Regions from separate parts of the Mus musculus genome. Here regions 1 and 2 are each linked to region 3. Evidence: chromatin contacts called from public HiCAR-type and HiChIP or PLAC-seq data. All regions are on one chromosome and are shown on one strand. The core of a region is the stretch at or near the end of the contact, and the rest is flanking DNA. Distances in the headings are between cores, read along the strand shown.

Region 1 (4,553 bases), core at 438-2,937, 650 kb before region 3:
CATCTGTCCTTCTGTGAGATCATCTGAAGAAAGTTCCCGGCGTCTCTGGTTCTGGGCTCACCTCTGATACATTATTAACAAATGTCCAGAGAGATTCCTGACGATAATCAATCTCAAACCTGGGATGACTCATCTCTGGCTGACTTACCTTTATCTATTCAAGCGAATAAAATGTCCCCCGCTGTTTCCACTTTCCACAATACACAGAATTCCTGCCGTATAACACACTCAACATTTTCAACTACACTGAGAAGTACAGCAGTAATAAAGACTAGGAAGTCATTTTGTCAATTTATTTAAAAAAAAAAAAAAAGCAAGCCGGGCGTGGTGGCGCACGCCTTTAATCCCAGCACTTGGGAGGCAGAGGCAGGTGGATTTCTGAGTTCGAGGCCAGCCTGGTCTACAAAGTGAGTTCCAGGACAGCCAGGGCTATACAGAGAAACCCTGTCTCGAAAAACCCCAAAAAAAAAAAAAAAAGAAAAACAAAAACAAAAACAAAAACAAAAACAAATACTAAGGAGGCTGGAGAAGCTCAGCTGGCAAAGGGCTCACTTTGCAAGGTCCTGAATTCAATCCCCAGTGCCCATGTAAAAAGCCAGACACCATGGCACACATGGTGAGAGAGCCCAGGAATGGTGAGTCCCTGAAGCTCAGTCCAGCCTGCTTGATGAGCTCTGGACCAATGAGAGATCTTCTCTGCAAAACAAGATAGAGAGGGACCAAGGAACAACAGCTGAGGGTGAGATCTGGTCTCTACACACATGTGCACACATGGTCTCTACACACACGTGTGCACATATGAATTAGGGATCAACTTTTCTGTGGAACATTTCTTCTGCCAGGAAGCAGGTGAGGTCTGTGAAATCCCAGGCTCGGGCAGCAGGTGGCCTGAGGTACTAGTCCATATTTGGTTACCACAATGAAACACTCGAGGCTGGGCAGCTTATAAAGAAACAAGCTCCCTGTGGGCCACAGTTCTCAAGGCTCTATGTCCCAGATTGGACATGTTGTGGCTACCCAAAATGCTCAAGGGTCCCACAATGCTGCTCTGGGTTCTTTTCACACATTCCATAGGCCACACCTTTAAATATCCCATCCCCACCTCTCCACACACCCCCACCCCAACCCCGTGCACATCAACCTATATCCAAACTACACAGGGGCCAGGTTATTCCTCAATAACCCATGGCTACCCATGATGCTAGAATAAAATAGAAGTTGCTTGCTATCCAGCGTGCACCTGCCCTTTCTTGCCTCAGTTTCCTGGGCCGGGACACCAGATAAGTCAAAGGATCAAACTGAGACTCTCTAGTCAAAGGGTGGACTAAAACTAAATTATCCCACGATCATGCCAAAGTGCTTAGCACAGTACTTGGTACAGAGCAAACGCCACCTGCCATCACTGCTATAGCAGCACACCACTTCAGTGTGCTCCAGGACGGACACACACACACACACACCCACACACACCCACACACCCACACACACACACATCCTACCCACACCACCAATCCCATCCCTTATTCTGGGCCTGGCATTCTCTCAGAGTGAATCTTAGGGATGGTAGACAGATTGTTTCCCTTTATCCCCACAATGAAAAGCCCAGCCAGGCTATCACAGTATAATAACAGTCAACATGAGATAAAATCAGGCAGACAGCACCCATAAGGCCCACGGGGCAGACTCCAATGGAGAAGAAAGAGCCCCATTGTTTGAGCACAGCCTCGGGGAACAAGAATGCAGAGAAGCAGGCATTGTTTGGAGGAAAGAATCTGCAGGCTCAGAGCCAACTGTGAAAGAGCAACTCGGCCTTGGAGAGGCCTCAGGGGAGTTCTCCACACCTTCCTTCCAGACTTGAGTAGAACCCACCTACCCTAGAAGCTCCACCCTGCACCCACCTTCAAGTCCATGGAAGCCAGGAAGTAAGCACTGGACACACATACACATACACACACACACACACACACACACACACACACCACCCTAGGAGGCTTATAAAACACAGATGCTGAGTCCTACCCAGGTCAAGGAAGTTTGAGTGAAGGCAAAACACTCCTTTGTGTTAGTTTTTGACAGTTTCTCGTGTAGCTCAAGCTGGTCTCAAACCCCTAAGTAACCTTGAACTTCTGGCCCTCTTGCCTCTACCTCCCAAGTGCCAGGATGTTGTTGGTCCGTGAAAGGCAGCCTGGTTCCTGGTCGAGCACAGGCTTGAAATCCCGGTGACCCTGTAGGGATGGTACTAGGACGCACTCCAGGACACTAGGCTCCTAACATGAGGCCGCAGCCCTCCATAGATTGGTGTCCTTCAGTCACATAAGGGCAATGCCCCAAGCCCCTCCACAGGTAGAAGATGTGACTGACTTGTGGTCACACAGCCTCAAGACAGATCTCCATTTTAGTGAGGTACCTAAAGGCCTGGAGCCAATAAACTCCCCTTCCCAGACACTCCTCCCTGCAAAAGGTATTTAACCTCAGGCCCGCCCTGAGAAGTACGGTATGGTTTTCAGTCATCCACTTTCCACCATTGACAATGAATGTCTTAAAACCATGGACACTCTTTTTCATCAGGATCCACCATGGGGAGCAATGGAACAGGCCTTTGCCTAAAGAGCCGGCTGCCTAATCTCCCACAGAAGGTTTCTCAGTGCTCCCAGCCTCCGTCCCCACCAAGCCAAGCCAAACAAGCCAAGGGCTCTCTCCTCCCCGCAGGACCTAGCAAGGAGTTCTCCCCTCTTTTCCCCTTCAGCTCCAGGCTAGATCCAGCCCCTGGGACCCCACTCCGTTCTCAGCTCTTCTGTGGCTCCCAGTGGTGCTTGGATATCCAAGAGCCTGAGAACCAGACAGCCCAGTCCTCCACACAGGCCCGGAGATCCCCTAGCCAGCTCCGGCTGTCCCCTGGACTGCGCTCCCCCACCCCCAAAAGGGGTGTCCTGAAGCTTCCCATAGCCTGACACCCGCCCGGCGCCAGCGTGGGGTAAGCACAATCAAAACTCCTGTGTCCCACCTCCACCCATGTCCCGAGCCCTGTGGCGGAGTGGATGTGGGACACCCCATAACCCGACATCAGGATCACAGGCACTAGGATACCTCATCTGGTTTATATGGAACTGTTGACCCGGGGCCTCATGCGTGCCAGGCAGGTGCTCTACCAACTGAGCTGCATGCCTAACTCAAGAATCTGACAGTCTCTTGAGGTGGTGCTGAGGATCCTGGGACCACACAGAGAAGGCTGAAACAGTCAGCCCTCACCCAAATTCCAACACAGGTTGGACACCACACCCCTAATGCACCCCACTTCCCAGAGGGGTCTGCTATTATTTTTACACATCTTTGACTCCTTGTGTGCTTGGACTACACTGATGTTCCTTGTGGCTTCCGGAGGCTCTAATACCAATCTCCTCAAGCCAGGGCTGCTCTAAGTATCATATTGCAAAGGCACAAGGTGGCTGTAATCACAGAACAGGGTTAGAAAGGGGAGACGTTTAATAAGAAAACAGTCTCAGCTACACATACTTGGACAGCCACATGGGCTGTGTTCTGAAAGCAGAATGAAGCGCCCAGACCCCTCGTCTTTTGTGCTCCCATTTCTCAGGTCAACCTACACCTTTCATCCTTTCTCGAAACAGCAGCGGCCGAGGGTGTCCTCCTCTAAAGGATCGTCCAGCTCATGAACCCTTGACCTTGGCACAGCCCCAAGGCCAAGGCCTTCTTAGTAGAAGGTGAGACAGACAGGATCCCCAGGGCCGGCTGCCTTCCCCAATGCATTGTCAAAGGAAACAATAAGTAAAGACACACACCCTGGCTTTCACAAAGACCAATGCAGCAAGGCCAGGGAAAGCCTTTGGCAAAACAGAGCTAGGATGGGTGGGGAGAGTTGCCTGGGGCCTAAGGCCTGGGGCTCACGTGGCCAAGTCATACAAGGTAAAGGGCGGTAGCTGTCATGAACCCAGCTAAGTTAACTTCCTTAGCTCTTCTGTGTGTGTGTATGTGTGTGTGTGTGTGTGTGTGTGTGTGAGAGAGAGAGAGACAGACAGACAGACAGACAGAGAATATGTGTGTGTGTGTGTGTGTGTGTGTATGTATATGTATATAAATAGAGAGGGGAGTGGGGGAGGAACAAAAGGGGGAGGGGGACAGAGAGGGTGGAGGAAGGAGAGAAAGGGAGCGGGGAGAGAGAAAGAGGGAGAGAGGGAGAAATAGAGAGAATGTGTGTATATACATATATATGTAAATATAGACAGGAGAGAGGGGAATGGGGGAGGGAGAGAAGGGGGAAGGGGCAGAGAGGGTGGGGGAGGGAGAGGAAGGGGGTAGGGAAGAAAGAGGGAGAGCGGGGGGGGGGGGGGGGGGGGGAATATTGCACAGGCATGGGGACTTCAGAACCACAGCACCTCGGAGGAAAAAGGTTAGGCACAGAAGTGCAAACCTGCAGCCCCAACGCTATGAAGACGGAGGTGGGCAGATCCCAGGGCCTCTACAAAGTTACAAAGTTACTGAGTTCCACGTTCAGGTGGAGGGCAGAACAATAAGAAAGACACCTGGCATTGATCTCT
Region 2 (4,665 bases), core at 951-3,450, 660 kb before region 3:
AGGAACAAAGGAGGACAGCAGAGGTCAGGTGGACACTGTTACAGGTTCTGCTAGGAGGACTTCAGGACAGCCTTGCACAGGGACAGACAGCCACGCGCAGCAGCTGTCCTGAGTGCCTTGCCCCACCCTTACACCAGAGATTCCAGGCTCTGGCTGGCCTGGAATCCATAATCCCCTTGTCTCAGCCCTCCGAGTGCTGAGGTGGCAGGCCTACACCACCACACCAGGCTCAATGCCATTTATTTATCTCCTGTGAAGGGACAGGAAAGGTCTCTTGCTGAACTTAGAGCTCATCATTGCAGCTAGACTGGGTAGCCAGAGACTGCCAGGAATCCATCTGTGGCTGGCTCTCACATGGGCTCTGTGAATCTGAACTCAGGGCCTCATGACAATCAGAGAACACTACTGGGCTCCCCAGCACCTCGAAGCAGTTATTTTTAAATTATGCATGTGTGTGTACATGGTTTTGTGTAGAAACACATGTGTGCATACATGTGGAGGTCAGGGGTCAATTCTGGGTGTCGTCCTGAGAAATGCCACCTGCCTCCTTGACATGGAGTCTCTTTCACCGACTTGGAGCTTGTGGTGCGGCTGGCTGGCCGCCCCACTGTCTACTGTCTCCGTCTCCCTGGGTTGGGACTGGAATACCATGCCACCATATATACCCAGCTTTTGTACCTGGTTTCTGGTGATCAAACTCTGGTCCTCAAGTGTGTATGGCATGCACTTTGCTGGCTGGGTCACCTCCCCAGCCCTTAGTGCCACCTTAAAGCCATGCCTTCTTCTAGCTCTGGAGAGCCTACCTCCCCCAATAATAACACAACCAACATCACTTAAAGAAAGTTCTGGGCTGAAGAGATGGCTCAATGGTTAAGAGCGCTGACTGCTCTGCCAGAGGTCCTGAGTTCAATTCCCACAACCACATGGTGGCTCACAACCATCTGTAATGAGATCCAATGCCCTCTTCTGGTGTGTCTGAAGAGAGCTGCAGTATACTAATATAAATAAAAAACAAACAAACAAACAAACAAACAAACAAATAAATAAAAAGAAAGTTCCCCAAACTCAAGAATAACAAAGGAATGACTGTGGCCCAATCCAACCCAGGCCAGACCCCTTTAGATCCTTCTGTAGCAAAGAAGCAATGTCCCCAACACACACGGTGACACCGGACAGGCCCGCAAAGTAAGGAAGGCTGATCCACTGATGCATCAAGGTTTCATGAATGAGAGGCGCTGTCACATGACCAACCCCCATGTCCAAGAATAATTCTGTTGCAGCTGAGAGGCAGCCCAGCCTCGACTCTGTCTCCTAGAATTAGGGAGAAAATGAGACCAGACCCAGAGCAGCTCAGCCTTACGTAACAGTCCCAACCCTCTTTTAGCTGTAGCAGCAGATTTTTTAAAGCACCATAAATAGCTCCCTCTCCTGCAGGGAGGCCATCCAGCCACAGAGCCTGAGGCAGCCAGCTTCTCCTCTTTCTTCTGCAGTGGAACCTTCACAAGCCTTCCAACACCTAGCAAGGTTAGTGAGGCAAGCGTGCCTGGCCCAGGACAGACATGTGTCACTGACCCCTAGAAGCTAGGCAGGAGATTCAAACTTTGGCCATTGACCGCCAAGAGTCAGCACTCACAGACTGGCACAGGCAGCAGAGACTACATTCGGGGACCCCACAGAGGGGCTTCTCTTGCAAGGTGGCACTGTGGGGGACAAGAGTAGCCGTCAGACATTTAATCCTGCCAATCGAGGGGCACAAGGCCAGCCTGGCAGGCAGCAGGAGGGAGGAGGTTTACAAGGCCCAGCAAAGTGATACTATGCCAGGCCCAACTGCAAGCTGCGTACAGAAAGCCACATCCTAAACCCTTCACATCCCAGGATTGGAGGAGGAACCTGGAGGCTGGCCAGAGCTGGGAGGGAGATGGCAAGAATGACTACCTCGTCCACAGATCCCTGCAAAGTGCTCATGGAATTCCTGAGATGCTAGGCTGGAAAGCCCTTACCTTGAAAACAAAAGTTCTGCCCAAGAAGGGCTCAGGGACCTGGGCTGCGGAATACTGCAGTCTACCTAGTAGGAATCATTTTTTGGAAGGGACACTGCATCCCTGGGGAGGATGCAGGCCAAGATCTACGGGAGGCTGGCATGGCAGGGAGGGGGTGTCACATCGGCCCTCTGAATATGGGCCTAAAGTTAATCATCAACCACACCCAGTGGCTACTTAGCCTCAAGTCCCAGGACAAAAGAATCAACTCCAAAGGGTGGACACCTAGGATCATGGGGTGGGGCTAGGAGAGGGTAGGAGCAGATGTCCATGGTGCAGCCTTTAATGTACTCAAACTATCAACAACAACAACAACACAAGGGCCCTACCAACAAAAAAGGGCATACAGGCTGCATGCATCATGTCATGACTGGGTTCTGCCAGGTGGGGGCACTGCCAACCCTAATTAATTCACAGCAGCCAGAGGATGGCAAGCCCATTCATTCTCTTCCCATTGGCTGTAGGGGGAAAAACTGAGGTTTGAAGTCATAAGTTCTATAGCCCAGGGAGGGCAAGAGGGTTCGGCAGATAAAGGAGCTTGCTGCCAAGCCTGAAGACCTGAGTTCAATCCCTTGAACCCATATGGTAGAAGGAGAGAAGAGATTCCTCCAAGTTGTCCTGAGTGTACTACACACAAAGACACACACATGCGCACCAGCACATGTGTACTACAAAAGTGTGCATGTGTGCTTAGTAAATTTTTTTAAAATCACTAATAAAACCATAGCCTGAGGTGTATCCAGGAAACGTCAAGTATCTCATTCCTCCTTACAGTGTGTGTAGGATCTTAGCTTTTCAGAACATGCTGGGACAACAAAAAGAACCACTGTACGAGGAAAACAGCTTTCTCAAGTGAGCACGTGCAAGGAAATTATGATCTTCTCACACCCAAAAGCTAAAGGCAAACAGTATAAAACGTTGCTAAAGCTGATTCAACGACAGAAGTTACCAGGAAAAATTATATAGGCTGGCAAGACGGCTCAGCTCACAGAGGACCTGTGGCAGAGCCTCATGGCCTGGGACTATATTGGAGAAGAGAAGCAAGTCCCACGAGTTGGTCTATGAGCTCCACACATGTCACATGCTCTGCATGCTCCCTCCACACATAGATGCACACACAAGAAAATAAATAAATAAGCAAGCAGGCTTTAGGTTACCGGGAAAATGGCAATGATAATCAGAACCGTCACCCTGGCATCTTTCCATTCCTAACTGACCTGTGCTGCTCACTTCAGTGATGTTCAGGAACTTAGATCAAAGCAATCCCAAAGGGATAGAGAGAGAGTTCCATCAGTTAAGAGCACTGGCTGCTCTTCCAGAGAACCTGGGTGTGATAGTTTGTATAAGTTCAGTCCAGGGAGTGGTACTATTAGAAGGTGTATCCCCATTGGAGTAGGTGTGGCCTTTTTTGTTGGAGTAGGTGTGTCACTGTGGGTGTGGACTTTAAGACCCTCATTTAAACTGCCTGGAAGACAGTATTCTGCTAGCAGCCTTCAGATGAAGATGTAGAACTCTCAGCTCCTCCTACTCCATGCCTGCCTGGATGCTGTCATGTTCCCACCTTGATGATAATGGACTGAACCTCTGAACCTGTAAGCCAGCCCCAATTAAACATTGTCCAAAGAGTAGCCTTGGTCATGATGTCTGTTCACAGCAGTAAAACCCTAACTAAGACAAAGGTGACTGCCTGTAACTCCAGTCTCAGTGAAGAGACCCTCTTCTGATCTCCAAGGCCATCACATGCACACATGCATATGCACACATGCACACACACAATATACAAACACACATACATACATACATACATACATACAAACAAAGCACTCATATACATAAAATAAGTCTTACAAAATTTAAAAGTAATTCCACAGCTAGTTGTTCTCTAAGGAAAAGCAGAAGTTCGTTCTAAGACCTAACTTTCCTCGAAGCACATATGAAGACAGAGAAACCTGTTATCTATTACAGATGTCAATTAAATAAGACACAGTCGGGCCACACAACACAACTTGTCCCCCTCATTCCTGTGCCTTACGATAGCAACACAGAGAAACTGGGTCACCAAGAACAGATGTCAAACACGGGCTCAGTGTGAAATCACAGCTCACAACCCATTGCAGGGCATGGTGTGTCTATCTGCATTAGAAGATGCAGAACTTCGCCACACGCACCACCAGGTCAGAGCCTCTCTCAACCCTCATCTGAGATGCTTCTATCTGCAGCAGGCAGGGATTAACACAGGGACACAACTACCCAGAGAATAAGAGACTGTTGAGAGCTCAGCCCTAAGAGAACACATATATGGCACACATACCCCAGTATCCAAGGCGTAGGGTCGCTGGGGAGCTGGAAGAATGTGCCAGCCAAAAGCAGTGTGGCTACAAGTCAGTCTCCGGATACGGCATGCAAATGGACTTGTGAGCTCACGGCAGTGGAAGAAACATGTACAAACCTACACAAGTCCAAGCCGGACAACATCCCAGCACGGAGAGGGGAGTCGGGCACATGATCCCACCCCTTAGCCACAGAGCTATTAGCAACTGCTAGCTGCTGGGAGTTGGGGGGGATAGGTTTCTCTAATTGTTTCGCTCTTGTTAAGTTGACTATGTGCCCAATGGAAGACCACACA
Region 3 (4,072 bases), core at 69-2,568:
CCAAGACAGCAGCAGCCTCACTTGGGAACTCACAGAAATGGAAGCTATCAAGGTCCGCCACTACATACTGACTGAATCAGAAACTGAAGCTGGGCCCCAGCAGACAGGGCTCCACAGCTTTCCAGGCAACTCTCCTGCGTGTGCAGATATAGCCGTGCATGCTGTTTCCCAGAGTGTCCTTGCGGCTCTAGCTGCCTAGGGCTAACCTGTTTATAAATGGAGTGTGTGCTGTTCTGACCACAAGTCTCCAATATCATCTTACTCGTGAGAAAGCAGGGAAGGTTGTATTCTGGAGAATGCGTGCGTGTTTCTGCTGGTACCATATACAGAGTTGGTACAGTCTAGAGATGGAGTATTTTCCTATCTATGAATATTCATCTATCTACAGTCACACGCATACATAATTGCTTATTTACATGCAAATCCGTGGAGATCTGCATTAGATAGAAAGGAATAAAAAAAAAGTTAGCTGATTGTTGTAGAGTTGAAGCCAACAAGACTGCAAGTGTCTGACCCCATACCTGGACAAAGTACACACTCAATGAAAACAAACATAAATGCCCACGGCCCTTCAGAAGGGTGACATGTAAAGCATGTCTGGGATAGCCCCCAAGCGAAGGGGCCTAGGAACTCCGAGGAACAAGAATGTCTCAGACACAGATTTGAGGGAGAATCTGGAGCTATGTCTCGGCTCTCGCCTTCAAAATCAACCTCTGTGTTCCGCCTGTGGCCTCTGCCACAGAGCTAAGGATGTGAGAGGCACCAGCTGGCCTGCGCCTGTGGTGACCGTCCCCACTTTTCCTCTTTGCATCAGTAAAGCATCCCTCTACCCAGGAGGGGAGTGAATCTATTGCTCTGTGGGCAGATGGCTCTCTCGCTTCTGAGAAAGTAGGCTGTTTTGTTACTCTTCTCGCTACTGTGGCAGGAAGCAACCTGAGGGTGTGCTGTGGCTCACACAGCCTGCCAGCCTGATGGCGTCAAGAACCACCTTCAGACAAACCCCTCTGAACTTCTGTGAAGAAGTTTCTAGATTATTTACTTGAGGTGGTACTACCCAGCCTAAACGTGGGTGGTACTGGGATCCCTGACTGAGTACAAAGATGAAAGCGCTGAGCACAGACGTGCACGCAAGCGTGTGTGTGTGTGTGTGTGTGTGTGTGTGTGTGTGTGTGTGTGTGTGTGGTGTGTGTGCGCGCGCGAGGAACCAGGAATCCCCACTGGCTGCAAACTTCAAGGCTGGGTCCCCAGTGAGCATCTCTCCCGAGCATGGAGAAGGCACAGAAGGGCCAAGCCTCTACTACTGCCTGCTTCTACAGGAACCGCTGGAGGGAAGTGAAGAGCAGTGTGTGTAGATGCCGCCCCCGTCCCAGGCCCCGCCCCCTGCATGGCCCCAGCTAGTGACTTGCAGCCGGGACAGCCAGCCTTCTGCATCCCGGCAGGGTGCCGGGAAGTAATTCACTGCAGAGGCTCCTCCTCAGTGCAGTTTCCTGTGGCCAATTATTTTGGGAACGAGGACTGGAGGTTTGGGTGGAGGAGGGGCAGTCAAGGGCCTGGAAGCAAAAGGGCATGAGGCTGATCCGGCCTCCATGCCCTGATGTAGAGGTAGCCTCCACCCTCCACACGAACACAGAAGCGTCACATGGACCCGCATTGTGTGGCTTGGAAGTCCTCCGCTTGTACACCATCCCTCCAGAGTCAGGAACCAGACGCTGGAAGGCAGCCTTTTAGTTTTTTTTTTTTTTTTCCACTATGGGAGGAATGAAGCGGGGAGGAGGGGTCCACACACTCACACGATCCAAGTAGACTTCTCCTAGTTTGTTTTTCTGACACATTGGAAACCGCACAGTGCAGAGAAAATTCGTCTCACATGCTCAGGCCTGCTTTCCCGGAACGCATCCAGAGACGGCTGTGTCAACACTGCTCAGCCAGCCAGCCTCAAAGGGATGGGCTCTGTCAAGGAAAAACTCAACCCAGACCCTGGCGTGAGGGGGCGGCGGGGGCTTTGTGTATCCTTTAAAGGGAGAGTGGGCCTCTAAGCGGACCAGGCACTTCCCCCACCACGCAGTTGTCCCCACACCACCCCTGTATCGCAGGGGTTCCCCGTCCCAGATGGTGCTGAGCTGTGTGTGTGTGTGTTCAGCTGCTCTGCTTCCTCTGAAGCCACAGGGAGGAACCGGAGAGGGAGCCAGGAGGATGGAGGAAGCCTGGGTGGAGGATGTTCCTGGTGGCTAGAGCAGCTAGGTACCACACTGGATGCTGATTTGGATGGAGAGGAGCCTCAGAAGTGAGTCCCCAGAGTTTGAGATCTGGACGTCAACCCTCAGTGTTCAAGACCCAGATGTAACACCACCACCTCCCCCCACACCCCACCACCAAGTGTTAAGAGACCTGGACCTAATTCCCACGCTGTTGTTTGAGATGCAGATGTAACCAAGCCCTCTCTTAAGAGACCTAGCTGTAAATCTCACCCCAACCTAGCCCTAACAGATTCAAATGCAAACTCTCCCCTACTCATTCCCCTATTCACTACTGTAAATTCCCAGTGTGAGATCAGGTGTAAGCATCGGGTGTTTCTGTGAAACTGGAGCTTCCTCTGCAGACGAGAGAGAGGAGCTGCCTCTGGGCAGCCAAGGTGTGGGGCCATCATGGCTCACTGACCGTGGCTTCTTGCTACCTGCTTGTCCTTGGAGGCCTTCTACCTGTGGCTCGCTTCTTCAGACACAGTTTGTGGTTCTCAAAGCTGCCTGTGTGGTCAGGAATGTTTACAGTTTGGGATTTCAGTGACCACAGCCTACCAGGAACAGCAAGGAAACCCCTTGTTTCTCTACCATAAAGTAAGTTCCACTGAGCGCCATTGCCCAGTTCCTATGAGGGCTACGGTCGTTCTAGGGTTAATTTAGGATCTTGAGCTCTGGCCACAATCCAGATCCTAATGACACTGTAGAGTTTCTTGTCCCTCCTGGCTCTCCCCTCAGTCTTGAGCTCTCAGGAGCAGGCATGAACCGGTCAGTGGGGTTGCGGAGAGCAGAGGTAGTGGAGCGGCTTCCTCTGCCTTCAGCATCTGTGTAGTGGTGGTTGGGGCCTTCAGCATCTGTGCAGTGGTGGTTGGGGCCTTCAGCATCTGTGTAGTGGTGGTTGGGGCCTTCAGCATCTGTGCAGTGGTGGTTGGGGTCTTCAGAAAAGCTGGCTGGGAATCAGTTTGGCCACAGATGCCTGGGCTCTCGCCTCTGTGTGACCTCGCCCTGCTGGTGAATGTCTCCCTGAGTTGCTTCACTTGCCTGCGACTGTGGAGACAGTGTGCCAGCTCCCTCTACCATTGCTGAGAAAGTCAGCTCCCTGCCCCTCCCCATCACTGCACTGCCTCCACATAACCTGCTGGATACAGTCTGGCACAAAGGTAAGAGACTTACCTCTGAAACAAAAGGATTTTTCTCTTCCCTCAGCTCTCTCTAAAGTCAGGAGAAACCATCCTATCTCTCATCCGCCCTCTGACGACCATCCATAAAGCCCTAGCCTGTCACATATATGCTTGAGATTCTGGCCAAACCCTGACATCCATGTGACATGTAGTGGGTCCCCCCACCCCCACCCCCAGACTCCATTTCTTCAGTAATGGAAGGGGAGTCTTTATAGATTAAATATAATCCAGTGATGATTCAAAGCCCCATGTTGGCTTTTGGTTCTGATCTCACGAATTAGAGCCGTGAACAAGCTCTGAAATTGACCAATTCAAATTTTACCTGTCCCTTCCCCGTCTATCCCGTCAAAGACATGCTAATTTGATCTATAATGTGGCCAAAGGGCAGATATGAGAAGGGAGGAGAAGCCAGAGGCATGAAAAATCCCCAAACGGGATCATCCACTCCCTGGATAATGGGTCTTGCCTGAGCAGAATGCTCAATGAAGCCCGCTCTCCATCTCCCTCTCCCTCTCCATCTCCCTCTCCCCCTCTGCCCCAGCAAGCCCTTGCCCCTTTCTGCAGAAGCTGTAATCTCCGTGCCCTAATGCATTAAACTGTTGAGTTCCTTAGACAAAGCACTGCAGTCCTTATTTCATTCACAGGCGGACAATG

The links. HiCAR-type assays count read pairs that join an accessible place to other places. HiChIP or PLAC-seq counts read pairs in DNA pulled down with a chosen protein or histone mark.
Region 1: a FOXA1 HiChIP or PLAC-seq map of pancreatic cancer cells shows a contact between it and region 3. The contact joins two enhancer-like sites. A contact is called at or near these places in 1 of 484 Hi-C or Micro-C datasets (embryonic stem cells) and 2 of 115 datasets of contacts at active chromatin or transcription factors (embryonic stem cells and pancreatic cancer cells).
Region 2: a HiCAR-type map of astrocytes shows a contact between it and region 3, with 2.4 times the contacts expected there. The contact joins two enhancer-like sites. A contact is called at or near these places in 5 of 115 datasets of contacts at active chromatin or transcription factors (astrocytes, bone marrow-derived macrophages and embryonic stem cells).

The regions. Positions count from the first base shown.
Region 1 is chr9:121,335,010-121,339,562 of GRCm38.p6, reverse strand. It overlaps a transcript of Trak1 not described here. Among named protein-coding and RNA genes, the nearest start is that of Trak1, 30 kb to the left of the region's middle. Within about 2 kb of position 1,687, at least 106 of the 459 cell types and tissues checked have an H3K27ac peak or open chromatin away from gene starts, as enhancers often do. A contact at or near this core is called in embryonic stem cells and pancreatic cancer cells, where this site is marked.
Region 2 is chr9:121,352,741-121,357,405 of GRCm38.p6, reverse strand. It overlaps a transcript of Trak1 not described here. Among named protein-coding and RNA genes, the nearest start is that of Trak1, 12 kb to the left of the region's middle. Within about 2 kb of position 2,200, at least 74 of the 459 cell types and tissues checked have an H3K27ac peak or open chromatin away from gene starts, as enhancers often do. A contact at or near this core is called in astrocytes and bone marrow-derived macrophages, where this site is marked.
Region 3 is chr9:120,689,102-120,693,173 of GRCm38.p6, reverse strand. No RefSeq gene overlaps it. Among named protein-coding and RNA genes, the nearest start is that of Gm39458, 16 kb to the right of the region's middle. Within about 2 kb of position 1,318, at least 179 of the 459 cell types and tissues checked have an H3K27ac peak or open chromatin away from gene starts, as enhancers often do. A contact at or near this core is called in astrocytes, bone marrow-derived macrophages, embryonic stem cells and 1 more, where this site is marked.